Regions from separate parts of the Sus scrofa genome. Here region 2 is linked to region 1. The links are chromatin contacts, called in public HiChIP or PLAC-seq maps. All regions are on one chromosome and are shown on one strand. The core of a region is the stretch at or near the end of the contact, and the rest is flanking DNA. Distances in the headings are between cores, read along the strand shown.

Region 1 (5,409 bases), core at 1,099-3,598:
ATGCCCAAATCAGACAGACTCATGGGACTGTGGAAACCCTGCCTGGGGTGTCTTCTATTTATTTCATTTTTGTTTTTTAAATTGTTATTTGGCTTTATTGTCACAATTCAAAGGCAAGAGGGGCTAAATAAGAGAGATGTTTGATGTTCGGCTAATTCCCCAGATGGATATTGGTGAATTATAAGACATGACCTCTCTTCCCAAATTTTTGGTTGTTTTTTTTTTTTTTTTTTTTTTTTTTTTCTCCTGCAGCATATGGAAGACCATCAGAGCTGCACCTGGAAGCTACGCCACATCTGATCCTTTAACCCACTGCACAAGGTTAGGACTTGAATCTGCGCCACAGCAGTGACTCAAGCTACTGCAGTGATAACACCAGATCCTTAAACCCCTGGGACACAAGACAGCTCCACCCCCGGATTTTGGTTGTTTTTGTTCCCCTACTTCCCTGTGATCCAGGGCTGTAACATATAAGAAGGCTGAGAGCAGCTGAGACATAGGAGAGTCCATTCTGTGCCCGGTCTGAATTCTGACCTGGTGAAGGAGGCCTCTGACCTCAGTGCCCCGGGTCCTCACTCACCCATCTGTCTCGGCCCCAGGAATGCCTCGGTTAGAGGCTTTGAAAATCAGGAACTGGGAAAGTATGGTGGTGACCATAGGCTCCTGACTGTTTGTACAGTGGGACAAATAGTCTTGTTGGACGTTGAGCCCCATCTTGTAAACCGCAGGGAAGAGGAGCAGATGTGGCAAAAATGGGACCTGCCACAGGTGGATTTTGAATGAAAGAAAGCACAAAAAGTTTGAGAGAATATCACCTGGTTTATTTGAGAGAATGTCACCTGCGAGGGCACATAGACGGAATAAAAGAAAAAAGGGGAAATCCTATTATTATTATTATTTTGCTTTTTAGGGCCGCACCTCTGGCATATGGAAGTTCCACTTCTATGGGTTGAATTGAAACTGCACCTGCCAGCCTAGGCTTCAGCCACAGCAGTGCCGGATCTGACCTACACCACAGCTCATGCCAACACCTCATGGATCCTAGTTGGGTTCATTACCACTGAGCCACAATGGGAACTCCATCTTTGAATTTAAAAAATAAAAATGAAATTAAAAAAAAAAATTGAGCCGAGTTCCTGTCGTGGCGCAGTGGTTAATGAATCCAACTAGGAACCATGAGGTTGCGGGTTTGATCCCTGCCCTTGTTCAGTGGGTTAATGATCCGGCGTTACCGTGAGCTGTGGTGTAGGTCGCAGAGGTGGCTCGGATCCCGCGTTGCTGTGGCCCTGGCGTAGGCTGGCAGCTACAGCTCCGATTAGACCCCTAGCCTGGGAACTTGCATATGCCGCGGGAGCAGCTCAAGAAATGGCAAAAAGACAAAAAAACAAAAAAAAAAAACCTTGAGCCCTGGGCTCTGGGCACTACCTGTCTGAGCATACCTCAGGGATACAATGACCTGTGAGTAACTATACTAGGATCTGCACTTTTACTTTTTGAGATTTTCTTATCTGGTACCTGCTCAGATTTTCATTTTGTTTTTAATGGAAAAGGGAACTCTAGTGCTGTTAATTTGTGTCTGTTATCTTATTAATTTGTATCCATTTGTTTCTAATTAGTTTGTGCCTGTTGAGCCAGAGAAAATATTTCTGAACCTTGAGAGCTAACATTCTCATAGGACCTTTTTTTTTTTTTTTTTAATGTATTTGAGTGAATTCTATGGCTTCTCATTTAATCCTCCCAATCTCCTACAAAGTAGATATTCTGATTATGTCCATTTTAAAAGTGGAGAAACTGAGGTTCAAACAAGGCAAGCAACTTTTCCAAAGATATATAGCTAGTTGGTGGTGAAGACTAGAACTCAGTCCCAGTTAATGTAATATGAGCCCATCTGTCAATTTCATGCCTTCCTGATTACCTGTTGTGTCATCAATACATTTAATCAGCTCATTTCCATATCTCATTCATGTGAATTTTCGTCAAAGGAAGGACGGAAACAGATTAGATGAGATCGGGCCAAGGAACAACCCCGAGGCACTGCACCAGAGACCCCCTCTGCCAGGATGGCCTCAGAAGCATCCAGATGTTTGGGTGTTTCAGATGCCTCCTCCTTCCATTCCTGTGATCTTTCGGGGGTTTTTTAATCAGTTGAGATTTGAGGAGAAGCAGATCTTGGGCGATAGGGAGGCACTCCTGCTCTTCTGAAGGGAGCCGACCCCAAGATGGGAGCACACTGGTTCCAAGGTTTGGGGTCTGGGGACTAGATCTGCTCCAGTGCACAGAGTTTTCTCCAGATCTGGCAGAGCTGCCTGGAGGTCACATGTGGTAAATAGACAAAGGAGCTCAGCGCCGATTGGACAGCTCTGGATCCTGTGCTGGCAGAGCCTCTACAGACGAACTCCACTGCCGGGAGACACCCTGGTGACGAGATGCTAATTTTGCATGTCTCTTTCCCAGGATGCTCAGTAGTGCTTCTGATTCTTGTTGTTAAATACACTTTGCTATTTATTGATAAATAGATGCACGGAAGGAATTGTTAGAGGATGCATATCATCCATACTGCAAATGTTGTTTGTAAACTCGATTTGAAATATCACTGTAAGGGTAAAATGAGGAAATATGTGAGCTTTAAATAGTGTACACAGCAAGCAGAAGTTTTGGCTGGTCCGAAGGTAGTGAGTTATCTCAATTGATTGTTCACAGTCAGTTACAGGTCGAACTCCTCGTTCTACTCTTTCCCCCCTTCTCACTACTGCACTTGACTAGTCTTTTGCAGGGCTGTCCCCGTCTAGATGTAAAATACACTTAACTTGTCTTCATCTTAATTTAAAAAATTTGAAAGTCAATATTATTATTGAGATTAAAAGCTAGGAATACAAAATTTGTTTAAAGTAGCCGTTTTCCTTCAGAGCTAACAACAAATATGGGAAAATTCATCACAGAAGCTCCCAGCTACACCCTCCCCCCCACTCGCCCCAATCAAATAGGTATGGTAAAAGTAGATATTCTGAGACCAAGAAAAGGAAATGAGGTAATGGGGTGGGGTGATTAAGGATTTTATTTTTCCCACTTTTTAATAGAGTGGGGTTTTATTTAATTTCCACATTCTTTAAATCATTTCCAAAAAAAGAAAAAAAAAAGTCTTTTAAGATATGAGTGGATTGAAGTTCCTGTCATGGCGCAGTGGTTAACGAATCCAACTAGAAACTATGAGGTTTCGGGTTCAGTCCCTGGCCTCGCTCAGTGGGTTGAGGATCCGGCGTTGCCGTGAGCTGGGGTGTGGGTTGCAGATGAGGCTTAGATCCCGAGTTGCCGTGGCTCTGGCGTAGGCCGGCAGCTATGGCTCCGATTCTATCCCCAGCCTGAGAACCTCCATATGCCCCAGGAGCAGCCCTAGAAAAGACAAAAAAAAAAAAAAAAAAAAAAAAAGATATGTATGGATTTTTAAATGTTTCAATATCAGTAAGATAAAAGATTAATATTTGGTAGTACAACACTTAGTAGACAAAATTAGGAGATATTTCAAAGTTGACAGTCCTCTTAAGTTTTGAAGATAAAGAGAAAACATTTTGGAGGAAGAACAGCTAAGTCCAAGATTCTGAAAATAGAGAAGGTGGGAGAAGAGCAGAGTATATCGTGGGACTCACCGGTCGGGGCTTAGAGCTGCTCTCTCATCCTGGTTCTGCCCTTACTTGTTGGGGGTGGTGTGTGTGCCTACTGTATGCCAGGATCTAACCCATGCCATAGCAGTGACAATGCCAGGTCCTTAGCCCACTGAGCCACCAGGGAACCCCTGCACTTTCTAGTGCAACCTTGAGAAAGCCATTCTGCTGCCTCTTCATCTAAGATAAGGTGTTATGACAGTGATCTTCCTACTCTTTTGCTGATTGAAATATAAATTCCTAACAGCATCAGAAGCAAGATGCAGTACTGTGTAACTATCATAAATGTGTATATAAAAAGGAAATGATTTAGTTTATCCTTATAGGTGCAGACAATTCAATGTACCTTGAGAGCACACTGGAGTTCCTTGTGCTTCCATAAGTATGGTTAATCTTGAGGCGACAATACAAAGAGGTAAGAAGTACACTATCAGGAACCCAGGGCTCCCTGTGGGTGCTCTCAGTCTAGATCCTGTGCCCTTTCGTGTTTGCCTCTCTGCTTCCTCAGTAATGAATAAACACAAGGTGAACCACTTTGATTACAGTGGATTGTTCAAATGATGATCATAACACCACCAGTTAACACAGGCCTATTGCATCTGAAGAATAATTGCTTTGTTTATGGGGTTTGGGTTTGTTTTTTTGTTTTTTTGGTCTTTTTTTAGGGCCACAGGTCAGCACATGGAAGCTGACCCAGGATTTGACCCAGGCTAGGGGTTAAATCCGTGCTATGGCTGCTGGCCTACACCACAGCCACAGCAATGCAGGATCTGACCTGCATCTGAGAGCTACACCACAGTTCACGGCAATGCCAGATCCTTAACCCACTGAATGAGGCCAGGAATGGAACCTGTGTCCTCATGGATACTAGTCCGTTTCATTAGCACTGAGCCACAATGGGATCTCCTGAAGAATAATGGTAATAAACAAGAATAACCACCCATTGGGTACAGTCAATGTTCTATATTTGCCAAAGAGAACCTTTATCTTTTTGTTTGTTTGTTTTGTCTTTTTGCCATTTCTAGGGCCGCACTTGAGGCATGTGGAGGTTCCCAGGCTAGGGGTCCAATTGGAGCTGTAGCCACCAGCCTACGTTAGGGCCACAGCAACGCAGGATCTGAGCCGTGTCTACAACCTACACCACAGGTCACAGCAACGCCAGATCCCCAACCCACTTGGCAAGGTTAGGGATTGAACCCACAACCTCATGGGCTCTAGTCATATTCGTTAACCACTACGCCACGAAGGGAACTCCTAGAACCTTTATGTTTGTATTGTATTTTATAAGGTGCAAAGTATTATCAGATTACTTATTTCATTTAGTATCTTTACAAGCCAGTCAAAAAAGTATGACAGACATTACCATTTTACAAATCAACTGTTTCTAAGAGACCACATGGGTAGCTCAAGGTCAGCCAGAGTTCATAGTTCATTACTTGCAGGGCCAGAATAAATTTTCTTCTGCAAGGGTTCTCCCTGATACCCACCCGACGATGAAAAACTGATGGCAAAACAATGGCATGAAACCAGTTGGTGTGGTGTCCTGATCAATGGATGCATTGCAAAAAAGAAGGACAAAAATAAATAAATGGATAATAAATGAGATAGGAAGAGAGAGAGGAGTACTTGGTGCTGGAATGGTATGAACATGGACATTAAGAAACGAAGACTGAGTCAGTTTCTCTGACTTAGAAAGTTCTCATTTTACAGGTGAGAGACTCCACAATTGCATCCATCTTGACCTATATAT
Region 2 (5,409 bases), core at 975-3,474, 97 kb after region 1:
ACGTCTGCAATCTACACCACAGCTCACGGCAATGCCAGATCCTTAACCCACTGAGAAAGGCCAGGGATCGAACCTGCAACCTCATGGTTCCTAGTTGAATTCATTTCCACTGCGCCACGACGGGAACTCCCCATCCCTTGGTTTTAAATGGCTTAGCATTTCATATGACATTTCACACTATGTTGGATGTATTTATGTATCACTTGGATTTGCTGATAATCTTTGCTAATGTAATTTCCTTTTCTTTAAAAAATGACCACATCGTTTTATTATTTAAAGGTCAGATAAAATCAGTAATTTGATAAGTAATTTAGGGATAGGTAGTTAACTTTTAACATCTAAGTTGTTGGTTAAAAAATTAATTGTAAATTAATGGTCTATATGGATGTCTTTTACCATGGCATATGAGTGTATTAGTAACTGTTACGTATGACAGATGGAATTATTACATTAGTTTATAGCTACATCTCAGATGCATAAGCTACTTACTTTTGCACTATTCTTATCATTTATTCATAACTGTGCTTTTATTGGGCATGTGATTGTTTTTTCTCTGTATCTTTTGGTTTCCCTCCACATATACTTCCAGCATTGAGTTGGTCTGGAATATGTATAAGGAATGGTATGGTAATTTAGGAAAAGGTAGGAAACTTTCAGTCAAATTATCATATAAGGAACTAGTCATTAAAAATCTTGGTCCTTTAAAAATGTAGCTAAAAATACTAAGTATATGATTTCGTTAGGCTTTTAACTCCAGTTCCTAGTTGACTATCCTCCCCGCCCTCCATCTGAACTCTCAATCTGTTTACATGGGTGAACGATTGTTTTGCCCTATTCCTGCATCCTATTGAAAATAAATTCAGGAGATCCCGTGGCGCAGCAGAAACTAATCCAACTAGGAACCATGCCTGAGGTTGCAGTTAGATCCCTGGCCTTGTTGAGCTGTGGAGTAGGTCGCAGATACGGCTTGGAGCCTGAGTTGCTGTGGCTGTGGTGTAGGCCGGATTCCACCCCTGGCCTGGGAAACTCCATACGCCTCGGATGAGGCCCTAAAAAGAAAAAAAAGAAAATTCAGAATAACCTTACCTTCACTGTCAGATAAATTAAAAGGGGAAACTGCATCCTAAACAGAATATTTCTAATTCTTATGGGTTGATACAGGCTCACCCGCAGATCATTTTTTTTTTTAACACTTGAAAGATGCTGCAATCATCCCAATTTTTTCCAGAGGCGTTAGCTCGAGGCAAGTGAACCCCACTCACCCCTGATAAATGATTAACGTTGACACGTGTTTGGAACTACAAACGCTGGAAGGTGCCGAACAAGGCGCTCAGAATGAGGAAACTGAAATAACAGTAGGGCTGCTGTTTCCCAGGTTTCTAAGGAGATGGGCACTGCGGCCTCGACCAACCAAAGTCCAGCGGGCCAGGGGATCTGAGTCGGGCCAAGCCACTGAGGGGCTTAGCAGAAAAAGTAGCTGGCAGAGCGCTCTGCTCGCACCGGAGGCGGCGCGCCAGTCCGACCAGACCGCGAAAGGCTCGGGGCTCCTCGCCCGAAACGAACCAGATTGGAGCCCGGACCGCAGAGCGTAACTGGCCGGCAATCGGGGTACCTCGCGCGCGTCCGCCGGCCGGCCTGCGCTTCGGCTCCGCGCGCGGGGAAAAGAGCGCGGCAGTTGAAACCGTTACCACCCCCGAGTTTTGAACTGGTTCAAACTTGGCTATCGGCCCCGCCCCGCCCCTCCGGCCCGGGAACTCTGAGGCTGCCGGCGGTTCCCGCCAAGCGCCGCGAGCGCGCCGTCCCGCCCCCTGGTCGGTTCCCGCCATCCTGCCCTGGCCGCCTCCCGCCCGCGGCCCGGGATTCGGGCTGCAGAGGCCCCATCGTCCCAGCCAGCCGACCCACCGCCTTCCTGAGAGGCGCCGTGCGTTCGGCGAAAGAACAAAGAGACGGCGCAGCGCTTCCACTCGGCGGCCGCGTCCCTCAGCGCCCGCCCGCTCGCGCGCACGCGCCGCCGGCCCGGCCCGGCTGAGTCCCGCGGGCTCCTCTGCGTGGGGCTGGCTCGCCGCCACGGAGCCCGGCGGGCCTTGTGATTGGACGGGAGCCCGCCTCGCGGCCCGCCAATCGGGGCGGCGCTTAGTTGGACAGGGGGGGCCAAATAAAAGCGATGGCGATTGGGCTGCCGGGTTTGGCGCTTGGTCCGGGAGCGTCCGACACCCACTGGGACGCAGAAGGCGGTGGAAGCCCGGCGGCGGTGGTGGCGCGCGGGAGCGGCGCGCGGGAGCGGAGCGGGCTGGGGCGCGGGGCTCAGGTAGCGTGCCGCTGTCGGGCCGGCCGGCCAGCGGGGCTCCGAAGCTCGGTGAGGGGCGGCGGCGGCGCCGGGATATCCCCGCCACCCCTCCGGGTATCGCCCAGAGCGGGCTTTCCCGGGGCGCCGCTTTGGCTGGAGGGGTGAGAGGAGACCCCTCGGAAGGGGCCGTGGCTTTGGGCTGGCCCGCGCGACCGCGGGGGCGGGCAGCGCCGCACCTGGCGACCTAAGGCGGGACCCCGGGCGGGCGCCCTGGGGGGCGAGCCGAGGGGTCTTCTCGCGCGCCCGCCCTTCGGGAGGCGCGGCGGCTGGGCTGGGGGCGCTCCGGTGCTCGGGGCGGGCCGGCCGCCCGAGCCCCTGTCTCCTTTGTGTGGAGCGTCGCGGCGGGAGCGCCCGGGTGGGACGGGACGCACACAAGTTGGTGGGACCTCGGCACCGAGTGCACACTCAGACAAAGGACGGACTGTGTCTCGGGGGAGCTCGGCGCGGGGAAGGGGCAGTGACACCCGGGCCTGACAGCGGGCGGGAGAGGGGCGTGGGGAGCGCGGGCCGCGGCGCAGGGGGCGGGCTGGGCCCCACGCCCCCTCCCCGCGAGCGCGCAGGCTCGGCCGGGGCCGAGGGGGCCGGGGCGGCGCTGGGAACCGAACTCGGAGCGGCTGCGGGTCTGACATTTCCCCGGAAAGCACCCCCGAACCCCTCGTCTCCACCCGCTCTGACGAGGCGGTCCCGGCCGCCTTTACCCCCTCGGCTGGCTTTCTGTTAAGTTTGAGGAAGGGTCGAGCCGTTCTCCCCCCGCTCGGTTTTGTTCGTTTCGGAGGGCTTTTCGTCGAGTTTCCGCGTCATTGTCCACCCCCCCAAAAAAAGTCGGTGCCATCAGGTCCCTTTTTGAAAATTGGAGGAATCGAGAAGCATGATATTTTGAAATGAAAACTTGGTGAACTCACGCCTGCTGAGTTCCCGCTTTCTAAAGAATCATATTTTTTTTAAAAAATTACATGCTCTTTCGGCCAACTTATGTGATACATCTGAGACTGGCGACAGGTGCTAACGAAATCAACTGTCATTTAGTAAGAGATTATTCTCCAAATCCCCAGGGATTGAATGAGGATGCGATGGTAGAAAGAATTGATCAAGCAAAATGTTTATGACAAATGTGTGTTTAGGTGGTCTGGTTAGCAATTCGTCATTAATTGGTCTTGTTTTCCGTGAACAATAGCTTTGTTGAGTCAGAAAAGACTGACTACAGAAATGTTTGTTGCCTAAGAAATTGAACGTGTGCTGTCCACAGTTAAGCTAAACTTCCTTTGTTTGTCACACAGGATCTGTAAAATTTAAGTCATTTGGAAACAAAGATATGTCTTTGGTATTTAAAAATATTTTACTTCAAGGTTTACTTTCTGGGTTTTAAAGGTCATTTATCGGATTAATTTTGTGGCTTTTTAATGTCACATAAAACACCATTTAAGAAAATCTTTAAAAAACACTAATGCTGATACAGTTGAATGTAGGCTATACTTCTAAGGGATTTTAAGAGCGTGTGGGATCCTAACCATTAGACCACCAGGGAGCTAGGGGGTTTGGAGTTTATTTTCCACTACTCTTCATTCATCACCGTTAGCAACTATTTTATGTTTGGAAATAAAATGTAGAACAAGTGTGTAATCCTAACAAGTTTATTGATAATTTTATTTCAAGAAAATGAAAGTATTTATGACCTATTTTAATTTCCTTTTCATATTACCTAAAGTTAGGAGTAGGTAGGGTTCTAGTCCTGGATGTAAAGAATCCTTTCTCTCTTTGTGGTGGTGTATTTGGGAATTTAATGCTTAAGTTCTTGAAAACACTTAGGAAAATGGCATCTTAAATTCTAGTCTTTGTGGCAGGGGAATATCTTCAAAGAAGAGGAATTTAGGAACATAGCACCGATTTGCATTGTTCTATCTGATGATCTAATGTTCACCCTACCATCTTACGGTTTCATAAATATGGAGACAAAGAAATGCAGTGTAAAAGTCTTTATTACATATTTTGCAGTGTTAGACACCGCTGAACAGACATTCCAGGTGCTGTCCTAAGTATTGTTTACTGTATTAGTTGCTAGTAATTATCTATTAAAAAGTCCTCCTGATAATCTGGCCTCTTGTTATAAGATGAGCTAGTTAGGGAGATTTTGGTAGATATTTGGATCTTTTAGGATAAGAAATTGCAGTTTTTCCTTACTTGTTTGTGTACACTATATTTGGCAATTACTGTCTTTGTAGTTGCCACAAGATTTATTTTTAAGTTTTTTTGGGGGAATTGGTTTTTAATTTTTTATTTGATTTGAAAATGTATTTAAGTAGCAGTGATTAAAAAAACCACACTTGTTGATTTAGTGAAGTTAGGCACACAAAAAAGCTGTAATACTTTGATATCAGCTTTGCCTTGCACACATACATATAGGTGATTGTCTTTGTGTTGGCCACTTAAAATTTTTAGGCAGATTTCCCCAGGTTACACTGAGGCTTTCTAGGATATCTTCCATCCTTTGAGCTGGCATGCTTAAGGAGAACGAATTAGTTTCCATCTTGGCCTAAAAAGCGGTAATTAAGAAAGTTGATTTTTTAAAAAATCAACAGCAATAAAAAAATCCTCTGATCTCATGCATTCTGGGGTTAATTAGAAATGACCAGTGGATTTGTCTTGAAGTCTTTTTGTCCGTGAAGAAAACATTTTCTGTGAATTATGAAGGATTCTATATGGGCAGGTGAAATCTTCAGTTTGGAGGAGAGCAGGAGTGGAGACAGCTCATTAAGTTCAGAGGAAGCTTCACCTGTTAGAGGCCTTCCTTGAGTCTCAGGCACAGGTGTCTGCAAGGGCTTTGTTCATACTTTTATTGTAGCATATATCCAGTTGCATTGCAATCATTTGCTTGTGCATTGGGCTCCTTTCACTATACTCTAAAGTGCTTTGAGGCAGAGACTCTGTCTTTTCTTTGTATACCTAGTAGTTGCTAGAGAGTAGGGGTTAATCGTTGAATGAATGAAAGAAGTCTGAAAAATGTAGGAAAATAAGTTGAAAAAGGAACTTGCAAAGCAGACAGAATATGTTCATATTTATGTGAT

Evidence for each region. HiChIP or PLAC-seq counts read pairs in DNA pulled down with a chosen protein or histone mark.
Region 2: a contact with region 1 is called in an H3K27ac HiChIP or PLAC-seq map of alveolar macrophages. The contact joins the promoter of EZH2 here to the enhancer-like site in region 1. A contact is called at or near these places in 1 of 5 promoter capture datasets (liver), 4 of 47 Hi-C or Micro-C datasets (brain, heart right ventricle, liver and 1 more) and 2 of 2 datasets of contacts at active chromatin or transcription factors (alveolar macrophages and skeletal muscle).

The regions. Positions count from the first base shown.
Region 1 is chr9:109,285,318-109,290,726 of Sscrofa11.1, forward strand. No RefSeq gene overlaps it. Among named protein-coding and RNA genes, the nearest start is that of PDIA4, 27 kb to the left of the region's middle. Within about 2 kb of position 2,349, at least 68 of the 83 cell types and tissues checked have an H3K27ac peak or open chromatin away from gene starts, as enhancers often do. A contact at or near this core is called in alveolar macrophages, brain, liver and 1 more, where this site is marked.
Region 2 is chr9:109,382,831-109,388,239 of Sscrofa11.1, forward strand. It overlaps EZH2 (enhancer of zeste 2 polycomb repressive complex 2 subunit), which reads left to right and starts at 2,225. Exons shown (of 20, transcript NM_001244309.1): 1 at 2,225-2,308.